Regions from separate parts of the Gossypium hirsutum genome. Here region 1 is linked to region 2. The links are chromatin contacts, called in public Hi-C maps. All regions are on one chromosome and are shown on one strand. Each heading gives the region's core, a stretch centred on a gene start, on an enhancer-like site or on the middle of the called end of the contact. The rest is flanking DNA. Distances are from core to core; before and after follow the strand shown. Region 1 holds the start of LOC107906405 (probable protein phosphatase 2C 44). Region 2 holds the start of LOC107934058 (inorganic phosphate transporter 1-4-like).

The links. A called contact is a pair of places that touch in the nucleus more often than the background predicts.
Region 1: a Hi-C map of leaf shows a contact between it and region 2, with 3 times the contacts expected there. The contact joins the promoter of LOC107906405 here to the promoter of LOC107934058 in region 2. A contact is called at or near these places in 4 of 34 Hi-C or Micro-C datasets (hypocotyl and leaf).

The regions. Positions count from the first base shown.
Region 1 is chrA08:23,678,488-23,684,178 of Gossypium_hirsutum_v2.1, reverse strand. It overlaps LOC107906405 (probable protein phosphatase 2C 44), which reads right to left and starts at 4,101. Exons shown (of 5, transcript XM_016833426.2): 1 at 3,460-4,101; 2 at 2,961-3,224; 3 at 2,599-2,875; 4 at 2,297-2,451. The coding sequence starts at 3,531.
Region 2 is chrA08:23,365,071-23,370,371 of Gossypium_hirsutum_v2.1, reverse strand. It overlaps LOC107934058 (inorganic phosphate transporter 1-4-like), which reads right to left and starts at 3,690. Exons shown (of 1, transcript XM_016866729.1): 1 at 3,193-3,690. The coding sequence starts at 3,690. The coding sequence ends at 3,193. LOC107914039 (glutaredoxin-C4) reads left to right here and starts at 4,085. Exons shown (of 4, transcript XM_016842797.2): 1 at 4,085-4,425; 2 at 4,699-4,772. The coding sequence starts at 4,280.

The DNA of each region.
Region 1 (5,691 bases), core at 2,852-5,351, 310 kb before region 2:
AAAAAGTTGAGGGAAAATCTTAGGTTGTTCATATCACAACCTCAAAAGAAGGGGAGGATTGGAGGCGAATCAGAAATCTCTTACATATGCCAAAGGACACAATGTAGATGATGATTTTGGAGTAAAAAGAACCGTTTCAGTTTCTACACTTAAAACAGATTCTTCTACGAGAGAATTCAATGGTGAACTCAAGAAAAAGCAAGAATGCTTTAAGGCAAGTAATCGTGTAATGGTGATGCAGCCTTTCAGAAGGAAATTACTTGCACTTGGTGTGAAAGCTAAGTTTGTGAAAGATGTTACTGAAAATCTGGTTCCGAAATTTCGGGTGAAATAGGTATTGCTAATATAGGAGAGAGTCTTGGTGAAAGAGGTACGGACAAGTATTTTTTGAAGATAATTTCGAACGACTGTTTTCCTTGGCAACCGAACAACAATTATTTGTTCAAACATCTTGGTCTAGTTCGTTTTTTTCTCTGAGACAACTTTTAAGACAATAGATGCCTTTATGAGTAGTTAGAAATGCCAAACACATTTAGGCGGATCATGACTGAGGTAAGTAGACAACTTGGCATTGCAAAACAGCATGCAGCTGCTGTAATAGCTACCTTAAATGCAGAACTAACTATTCTGGGCACTAGCAACCATGAGCACTTTATTAATTTCAGTGGAACAACAATCAACAATGGTGCTAATGCTATTTCACCTGAAAAGTTAGTTTCAATGGGGCAGACTAATATCTTGTTGTCATCTAAGACTTCAGGGACTGCTTTGCCCTTTCATTGTTGGTGTGCATAGTTCGTACAATGCCAACTGGTGGCAGAATTCAAACCAGCTCAACGCAGCCAATTAGACTGGGGAAAGTGCTTCCACCATTACACTGCCTTGATCATAAGAAAAGGTACAGGAAGTTGGATGACTTTGTAGCTAGATGCTCTGAGTTATTTGTGATTGAGGGTGATTATTTTCAGCTTCAAGAGGGAGCACAAGAGATTATAGCAGCCACAGATGCTGCTAAAGCACAATTTTCATTCACTTTTTGCGTTTTGTTTTTGTTATGCCAATTACACAGCCTAATCAGCTAAAGAAGGCGCTTCAATCAATTGATTCCAACTGTGTGAAGGAGAATGCCCTTTTCAAGGGCATGTAGCTATTGGTAAAATGCATCTGATGCACAGCTATTAGTAATGCAGAATCAACATTCCAGTGGAATTTGTCTTGGCATGTCTGGAGGTTTCTTCAATGTTAAATTATTGAGCCAAGCTAATGATCCTAATGAAAGTAATGGATCATATTTCGAGTGATCAAGTGTGACTAGTGTTGAAAGCAAATCATATAAACATGTTTTTGTGACTTGTAATGAGACCATTTCAAAATTGTGGGATCTAGATGCTGCAACTCTCAGTAGAGATGCTTAGGCCAACATTGTTTATTCAAATTTATTTGGCTGGCTTTTTTTTTTTGGGGGGGGGGGGGCAGATACATCTTGTTACTGGTCAGATTCTGGAATCGGAATACTTGATTGGTGTTCTTGACTTTTATGGGCTCTAGAGTTTCAAGACAAATATTTTTGAGCAACTACACACCAGTTTGACAAATGAAAAGCAACAGCAGCATTCTAATCAGCATGTTTCTATGATAAGCATGAGTTGGGGTATTGATATAGAAATTAATGCTGAAAGTGGTGAAAGTTTTCTTGCTGGTAGCCGAGTTTTCCGAGCAGGGGAGAATGACGCAGGAGCTTTATTTATATTACAATATTTTATTATTTTAGTTTTATCTTATAATATTTATTTTAAGTATTAAATATATTATAGATGTCTAGGGTTATTAGTTATCTTAAGTATTTAAACCTAGGGCTTGGTATAAAACTTTGTTTACAAGAAAGCCTAGTAACTTTACTTGCAAGAAAGAAAGTCTATATAAATAAGTTGTAGGCTTTACAGCCATCATTATTATTCTGATTATTTTCTTTTGAATTAATAGAAAAACTAGAGGATTTTATAACCCTAAGTTTCTAGAGTTCCATTTCTTCCTGCTCAATTCATTTGTTTACTGATGTTTTCTCCCCTAAATCAAATCCATGAGGAGAACCAGGCTACAGTATACCACCCCGATTATTCCATGGTTTTTATTTTGAAAAGTCGATCCATCTTTTTTGTTCAATAGACAGATTGACATACATGCAATTTCCATTCCTTGGGTGCTTCATGCACACAAAACCAGAGATGCAGAATAGAGATCAAAGAAACAGACAAAAGTGACAAATGCTATAAATAATAACCTATTAACAACTGACCTTCCACAAACCATCACTAGCCAGTATTACAAAGTCAATAGTGGAGTCTATGGGGACATGTCTGACATCAGGTTCTGAGCTTAAATGAGCTTTAAGGCTCTGATCCCCAAAGGCCCGTGCTACTGCAAGTTGACCATTCACCCTAGGCACATCTCCTGAAATATGATTCACATTTTCATCATTAAACTATTTTTTGTAATAAAAGGCAATGTTGCCTGCCAATTATATCGATGTGGCATAACCAGTTTAGAATGACCTTGGTGCACGGAGTGATAAAAGGAAAAAAATAAAATGCACGTTACCAGGAAGAGTAGTCACAAAGCCACCCTGCTTCTCTATCCTTCTTCGTTCAGCATGCGGCTCATGGTCCACTGTAATTTGATTGGCAGAGCCCCTCTCACATACAACAGCTCTAGAGTCACCAATGTTCGCTACCCATAAATCTTTGCCATCAATGACAATTGCAGTTACAGCAGTGGAGCCGCCAGGCCCTAATTGCATAGAGTTATCCAATATAAACTTATCTGTGGAGGAGTATGCACTCCGTATTGCGGCCTCAGGGTCTTTCCAGAAATTTGGCTGTATCATTGTATTTAAGCCATGTATAATATAAAAAGCAAATGGAAATTGGAACACAAGGATAGTGATGAGAAGGAAAAGATACCTCTTCGAGTATGTTGTTGAAAAGGTTGTCTTTCAAATAACTGGGCACCCGATCCCCTAAGTGACCATCAAATATTGCAAACAATCCAAGGGTATGATTCTTCCTTTTTCTGTACTCAGCAACATGGTAATCTTCCATTTTATGGCCTGATTGACCTTCCACTAAGTGGAACCCATGGGAGACTTTGTTACTTGATGACTTGCTTTTCCCTTTTCCCCCTTTCCCCTTGTCTGAGGATGATGATGATTTCAGGCAAGCAACATTCTGCAATCCAAAAACAAATTCACAGGGCAATAAATTAACTGAAGGATGTTTACACCAACTTCATACATACATACATACATACATAGAAATATGGATACAACAAACGCGTTTATTTTTACAAGTCAATCCAAGTAATTGAATTAGAAAAAGTAATTGAATAAAAGTAAAAAGTAAAAGAGCGAGCAGGCAGGCGGGCATCTATGAATTACGATATGAGAAGAAGAGGGTTGGTTACCTTGATTTTGGTAAAAAAGCCGGCTTCTTTAACGGGGCGGGAGGCGCCTGCAACGGATGAATGTTGGCTCATGTTTTCAAATTCAACATATAAATATACCAAGTAGAACCCTTCCCTTCCTTTGCCTGATAATTGATATATGATGCTTTATTTGGTTAAACAGGCCAATACCCAGAAGCCAAAGAACCTTCAGTTTTGGTGTGAATACAAACCCAAAACTATGAAAACAGAGTAATTTCCACTACCAATAAAATTAGGATCAGAAAAATATATAATGAATAATAGAGATAAAGGTTGGTTTTGGTTGACCATTACTTTGTATATATTTTTATAAATTAATTAAAAATTAGAAATAGAGGAATATAAAAATTTCTACCTAAAAGCATTAATTTCTTTTTGGCTATACAAAGCATAAATATATTGTTTTCTCTTTGCTTATTATTATTATTGTATGCAAATATTTAACGTATTTTCTTGACTTTGTTGAAAGGAAAAAAATATGAAAATTAAAATACATATAATAAATAATAAGGATGAATTGACATTGAAATTCAAGTTTGACTAAGAACACCCTCAGAATGCTATTTATTTTGGTTTAAGAAGTCAGAGTATAATATGTAAAATTTCTTTGTTAGGAATTAGAGAGGAGTCCTTGTTTGGTTAGTTTCTGCTTATTTTACCAAAATAAATGTATAAATAAAGGGGATGATGTCAAATTCCGCGTGAGCAGGGCCAATTGTCTTTGTTTCTTGAAACTTCCGACCATTGCGACTTGCTTGCTCTTACTCTTACGTCCCATCTCTTTTTGAACCCTCAAACCAGCCTCTTGGAAATTTATACTTGCCTCTGCACCGTTCTTACAAATTAATAAAATTTTCAAAACATTTTGCAATATCCCACCATGTGTTGCCATGAGTTTAATCTAATTTGTTGGTTTTAATTTAAACTGTACCAATTTTTAATTTATGATTTTTTTTAAATGATAGGTCTTATAACAATTTAATAGTAACAATCATTTAAATATGTATTTATATTTATACTTATAAACTTTCCCAAAAAAGAATTAAAAAATTGCTCAAGTTTAATCTCTTTTATTTTAATAAAATTGTCAATGTTATGTACTACTAATTTGTTCGATTTGGTATCTCAACTTATTTTCGTCTAATCTTTTGGTACCCCAAATTTATAATGTTAATTTTTGTCTCATTTTGACACATTGGCCAACTAATGGACGCCACATGGCAAGGTGAGCTAGGTTTGAATTGGTAAACTGGCAAGTGAGAGGACTTGCAAATAATTTTTCCTTTTGAGAGGCATCCATTCATTGGCCTACGTGTTAAAACTTGACAAAATTTAAGACGGTCAACCTAAAAGGTACCAAAAAATTAGATTAGAAAAAAAGTTGACGCACCAAATTGGGCCAATTAAAAGTACAAGTACTACATTAATAATTTTGTTAAAGTAAAAAAGAGATTTTTTGCCATTATTCCACTAAAAAAATATAGAAAATTACAATCTTTTTGGTGATGTTGTATCCTTTGATACAATGTACCAAACAAATAAAGAATACAGACCTTTTGCTATCTTCGTTGAGATGAATAACCATAGGAGAATGGTGATTTTTTGTGCTAGTTTATTGTATGCAACAATGAGTAAAGCGATCTCAACAGTGATGCTTGAATCATATCATCGATTATGTGTGTACCACTTTGAGAATAATGCACTTAAGCATTTTTGCCATCTATATAAGAGTTCAAATACTTTTGGTGTTGATTTTAAGAAATCTATCTATGAATATGAAACTGACAAAGAGTTTGTGAAAGTATAGGATATTATGCTTATGGAGTTCAAGAAAATAATTTGCTAAAATGTATTATATCTTTAAATATAAAATTTTATTATCTTCCATTTGAAAGATTTTATATTAATATGGTGTTCATGTTTATAGATACTTTCCATAGAAAGAAAATGTTGGAAAATTTATAATTTTTGGAAACTTTGAGGCATAATTTCGATTGGTAAAGGTGGAGAGTTGAATTATAAAATTATGGTTTTATATTCTACTATATAAGACCTTTACAACGGTATATTATATGCTCAAAATGGTTGAGTGATGAATGACAAATTGATGCTCAAAGTAAGCTACTTGTGAATATTTGTTGAGGAAAAGAAAAGCTTAGATATCATATTGGTTAAATACCAAGTGTGAGATGTGTACATATATGAGAACCC
Region 2 (5,301 bases), core at 2,441-4,940:
AAGCTGGAAATCCATCACAACCAGGTGCTTTAGTGGGCCCTATTTCTTTCAAGGCTGAAAATACCTCTGCTGCTGTAAAAGGTACTAGTAAATCTGTGTTAATATCAGATGAGATATTAGAATGAATACCTTTTAGAATATGTGATAGATTCCCAGTACCGTTTGACGAAAATAAATTCTGGAAGTAATTTGAGGTTGACTCATTAATTGCTGATTCATCAGAAATTTCCCTCCCATCATCAGATTCTAGCCTAGTAATTGTGTTCGTTCATCTACGAGCTGTGGCATATTTGTGGAAAAAGCCAGAATTTTTTTCACCCAATTAAAGCCAATTGGCTTACGCCCTTTGTTCCCAGTACATATCATCCTTATTTATCTCCATATTAAAATGAATTTTAGTATCAGTCAGTTTTACTATTGTGTCATCATCTCTGTTGCCTGCCAAAAGATCTTCAAGTTCCTTTGTGAGCTTACTCTTCAACCCATCTCTACCCTTTTTTATTGAGCTTGCCCACCTCCTCAATCTTGTCTGCAACTTTTCTAGCCTTTGAGCAATAGTTCCATTTGATGACTCCCACGATGTTTTAATCTCTCTTTCAATAGATTTCTCCATGGTCCACCATGCCTCGAATTTAAAACTTGGTATCCCTTTATAGCTCCTCTCATTGTTATTATTGATTAGTAAGGGACAATGATCTGAAATTGAGTGTATTAAATGTTGAATAACTTCTTTTGGGCCAGCCATTTTTTATTCGCCACTCCCCTGTCCAATCACTCTTTAATATTCGCTTCCAGTAGATTCCCTCGCTCTCACGTAAACCAAACCTCCGAATATCCCACATCTATTAGTTGACATTCTTCTAAAACCCCGCGAAAAGCTTCCATTTTTCTCGTCTCTCGATTGACCTCCACTCTTTTTGAACGAATACATTATTTCGTTAAAATCACCACATCCAACTATGGGTGATTCTGATCCTGACCCAACTTCCTTAATAAGTTCCAAGAAACATCCTTATTGGTAGCATAAGGTGATCCATAAAACCTTGTAAACCTCCACTCTTCATTGACATTGTCCTCTTTTACAATCACATCAATATAACTTTTTGAGAAATTGTTTAGGCAAACCGTAATTTCTACTTTCCATGCCATAGAAATTCCACCTCTAGAACCTGCTGCTCCTACATCGATTCCATTCTCAAAACCACATCTCCTCCTGATTTTTTCTATGCGCTTTCATCTATTTTTGTCTCCATAAGAAATACCATTTGGGGTTTATGTTGCTTCAGCAAATACCGAAGCTTCTTACTGCCTGTGGACTCCTCAATCCACGACGTTCCAACAAATGGCTTTCATTGTGTCTAGTCGGCTTGCCCATTGGCAGCTGTCGATCTATTTTTGTTGGTAAAACAATCATGCTTGAGAGTTTCTGCTTGCTGATTTATACCTTTCACGATATGAAAATCTTAATCATTATATTTCATTCTTTTTGCTTCCTCTTTATAGTATATTCCTTTATTGTCATCTTCAATTTTTAACTCCTCCGATTTTCTTTTCCTCAAAATACTCTCACTGTTAGCCATGTCTGTCTCTTTAGTTGCCTCAATTCTCTTCCAACTCGATTTCTTTGCTGGTTTTAAAAGACTTGCGCAATTATTGTTTACCCCACATTCGTTTGCTTCCACATTAGTTATCCTGGATTTTTTGGCCTATCTCACTTCTATCCCTCTCTTGAAAAATTTGCTCAGAGATTTTCTCTATAGCACCTGTATATGAACATTGCATCTGCATCTTCTTTGAAATGGCATTAAGCTTTAAACTCTCTTTTCCAACAAAATTAACTTCTGCTTTTAATGCTAAAGAATAAGGAGGATCATCTCTAATTTTATTTTTTTCTACAGGTGTAAACGTGAGGCATTCATTGAGCCCATGCCCCCTCCTTCCAAAGCCAAAATAGAAAGTTGGTAATTTTTAATATTTAAATGGGATCCAGAACTTACTTTGATTTTCTGTTAAGATGAAAATACCCCTGCGCAAGGGTTTTTTCACATTTAACTGAACTCTAAGTCGACAGAAATCACCATTAATTGTCGATCTCAGAACGCCTCCAAAAGTAATCCTAATAGCATGCATTAAATCTTTTTTTATCAAATTCTGGTAGACATGGGCCAATCTTAATCCAATATGGGGATGAATTAAGTCAAATTTGACTCCTCTCTATCGATTTAGTCAACCAATCAAACAGCACTAAGTTTTTTTGAAACAACCAAGGCTGCCCCTCTATAATTGTCTCCAAACTTTCTTCACCTTCAACACTATCAAGAATAAATTCTGCTCTGCCAATTGGATCTCAAACTTTTTCCTCGTCTTCCATATACTTTTCATCTGTGCCCTAAAACTATCTGGATTATAGGATTTTTTTTCCATATAGGGCAAAGTAGGGTTGGCTTATCGCTGGGTACCACCATTGAGCTTTTAACTGATAACTGAATGAGTTCTTCTGCCAGAAAGGAGACCTCCTCTCCTGTAAAACCCTCTTCGCCACCACTTTCCTTCATCCCAAGCCGAAAAAAAACCTGTTCTCGCTAGGATGCTAAAGAAAGCACTCTTGACTAGGGTTTTTAAGGCTGCTCGAACTTAAACTTAATTGATGATTTATATTTATACAATATTTAACAGTATTTGAATTAACATTTATTTAATAATTGAAGATATAAAGTATTTCATGTATAAGTCTTCCTAAAGCTCAAATTAAGTCCTTAATTTATCATTTGTTTTATTAATATTTAGTAAAATTAGTTTATAAATAGTTTAATAAGTATTTAAAAAAATAATTTTAATGAGTGATTAAAAATCGAATTTTAGTTATTCAATTGATGATAAGTTTGATATATTATTTAAGGAGTAAATTATATATTATTTAAGGAGTTAATTAAAATACTATCATTTCTATTTTAGTTAATTTAAAATTTTTTTATTAATTTAGTCACTGCTATTAAAAAAAGTTTGTTCAAAATGGTCACTCAATCTTTTTTTCATAAGGGAAAGATGATCGAAGATGCCACATCATCAGTTTTTCCACCTATTTTCCACGTAATTAAAGGGTTAGAAATTTAAATAAATTTAAGACATGTTTTTTATTTAATTAGTTTATTCAAGAAACATAAAAGGAATTGCATTATTTCCCCGAAATCTCTAGTAAAGATTAGATGATGATGACGACGACAATGGCCCTCCTTCTCCCTCTCCTCCATTATTTTCGTTCTCACCTGACATCTTTTCTAAAGATTTCCCTTTCGATTCAGGAACCAAGAAAGTGAAGAAGCCTTGTGCATTGATTGCACCTAATACAATAAGTGAATTCTCGACTCTAATGCCTGCAGGGTACCCTGCATCTGCCATGGCCTTATCCTTATTCTGCGCCAAATACAAGAACCCAAATGCACCAAGCTTTCCTGCGGCTGCTGATATACCATGGCAAGTGGACCTCAACCTTGCAGGGAAAATCTCATTCGGTGCCACAAATGTTGTGGCGTTGGGTCCGGAATTCGAGAAGAAGAAGGTTAATGAGTACATCACAACGAAACCGATTCGGCTGTCCTTATGAGTCCAGTGGTTGTAAGGGAAGGCCAGTGCAAGCATGAACATAGTCATGAACAAGAAGCCCATCAATTGGATGGCAAAACTTCCCATAATATGTAATATCAGTGAACCAGTAGCCTAGAATGGTGCTGCAAAGAGTAATCAGTGTTGGTTCCCTTGCAATTTTGTGAATTTCTTAGAACCAGCAGAAATAACTTCAAACCTGTTGGGCACCCACAATGACATGCTGGGATGGAATTTCATTCATGCACCTTCTCCTCTGGTCTAGGTTCTACGAGATTAAGAAACTCAAATTTGCAGAAAGAGTTGAAGAAATCTATTTGAAAAAAAGCCTTTTATGTTTCTTAAATAACCTAAATAAATAAATAAAAAGTTTTAATTTTATTTAAATTCTTAACCCTTTAATTACGTGGAAAAATTGATGATGTGGCATGCCCGGTCATCTTTTCGTTAGGAGTAAACTGTTGACAATTTTCCTCGGGACTAAATTGACAAAAACAAATTTGAAGTGATCAAATTAAGAACTACACTATTTCAGGGTTACTAATGAGCTAGTTTACCCATTATTTAAGTATAGATATAGGGTGTGAGACGGCGAATGCGAGTTTAATATCTATTTTGTTGAGGCATAACACTAACAATCGCTGTTGTGAACAAACAAACGCAGACTTGAGCTTCAATGGCGGTGAAAATCTTGATAGCGTCAATCTTAGTAATTGCAGCATCTCTTTGCTGGGTATCGTCGGCTGATTCGTCTGAAGCTGCTTTCGTCAAAAAGACCATCTCTGCCCACAAGATCGTCATCTTCTCAAAGTCCTATTGCCCGTACGATTTCTTCACATCAATTATGCTTTTTTTAATCAACCAAAGTGACAACAAATCAATTAATATGCTTTGTTTTTCTTCCCGATCTATACTGTTCTGACTTTTCTCTTAATTTTTTTTCTCATTGGTTTTTATTAATACTCATATTCGATATAATTTTCCTCTTTTCAAGTAATAATACACTGTTCATTGTTTTACTGAACAATTCCTATATATTTTGGTGACCGAGTTTGAAGTTTGGGCTAACAGTTATTCTCCTTTGGTACTGTGCAGGTACTGCAGGAAGGCAAAATCTGTGTTCAAGGAGTTGAAACAAGTTCCATTCGTTGTGGAGCTTGATGAGCGAGGTCTTTTGACAAATAAATTCCCATTTTTATATGCAGGCCAAATTACTGTTTAGCTACAAAGTTCGTTTTGGTTGTAAGATAAAAAAAGTTGAAAATTGGTATAATAGCAAAGCCTTATTTAAAATATATTAGCAGCTCCATATTGACTTATGGAATATCACTCCTTGGTTTTGAACTTATGGAACATCAGTCCTCAGTTTTGAACTTGAAATACTTTGTTAGCTTCAACTGAAATTTACAGTATCTGCTCCATATTTACATATGGAGCATTATTTCTCGGTTTTGAACTTGAAATACTTGAGAAGTTAAAATTGTTTACGAGCTGCAACTGAAATTTACAGTAGCTGCTCCATATTGACATATGGAACATCAGTCCTCGGTTTTGAACTTGAAATACTTAAAGTTAAAAATAGTTTACTAGCTTCTACTGAAATTTACAGTAGCAGCTCTATTTTGACATATGGAACATCATACCTCGGTTTTGAATTTTTAAATACTTGGAAGTTAAAATAGTTTACTAGCTTCAACA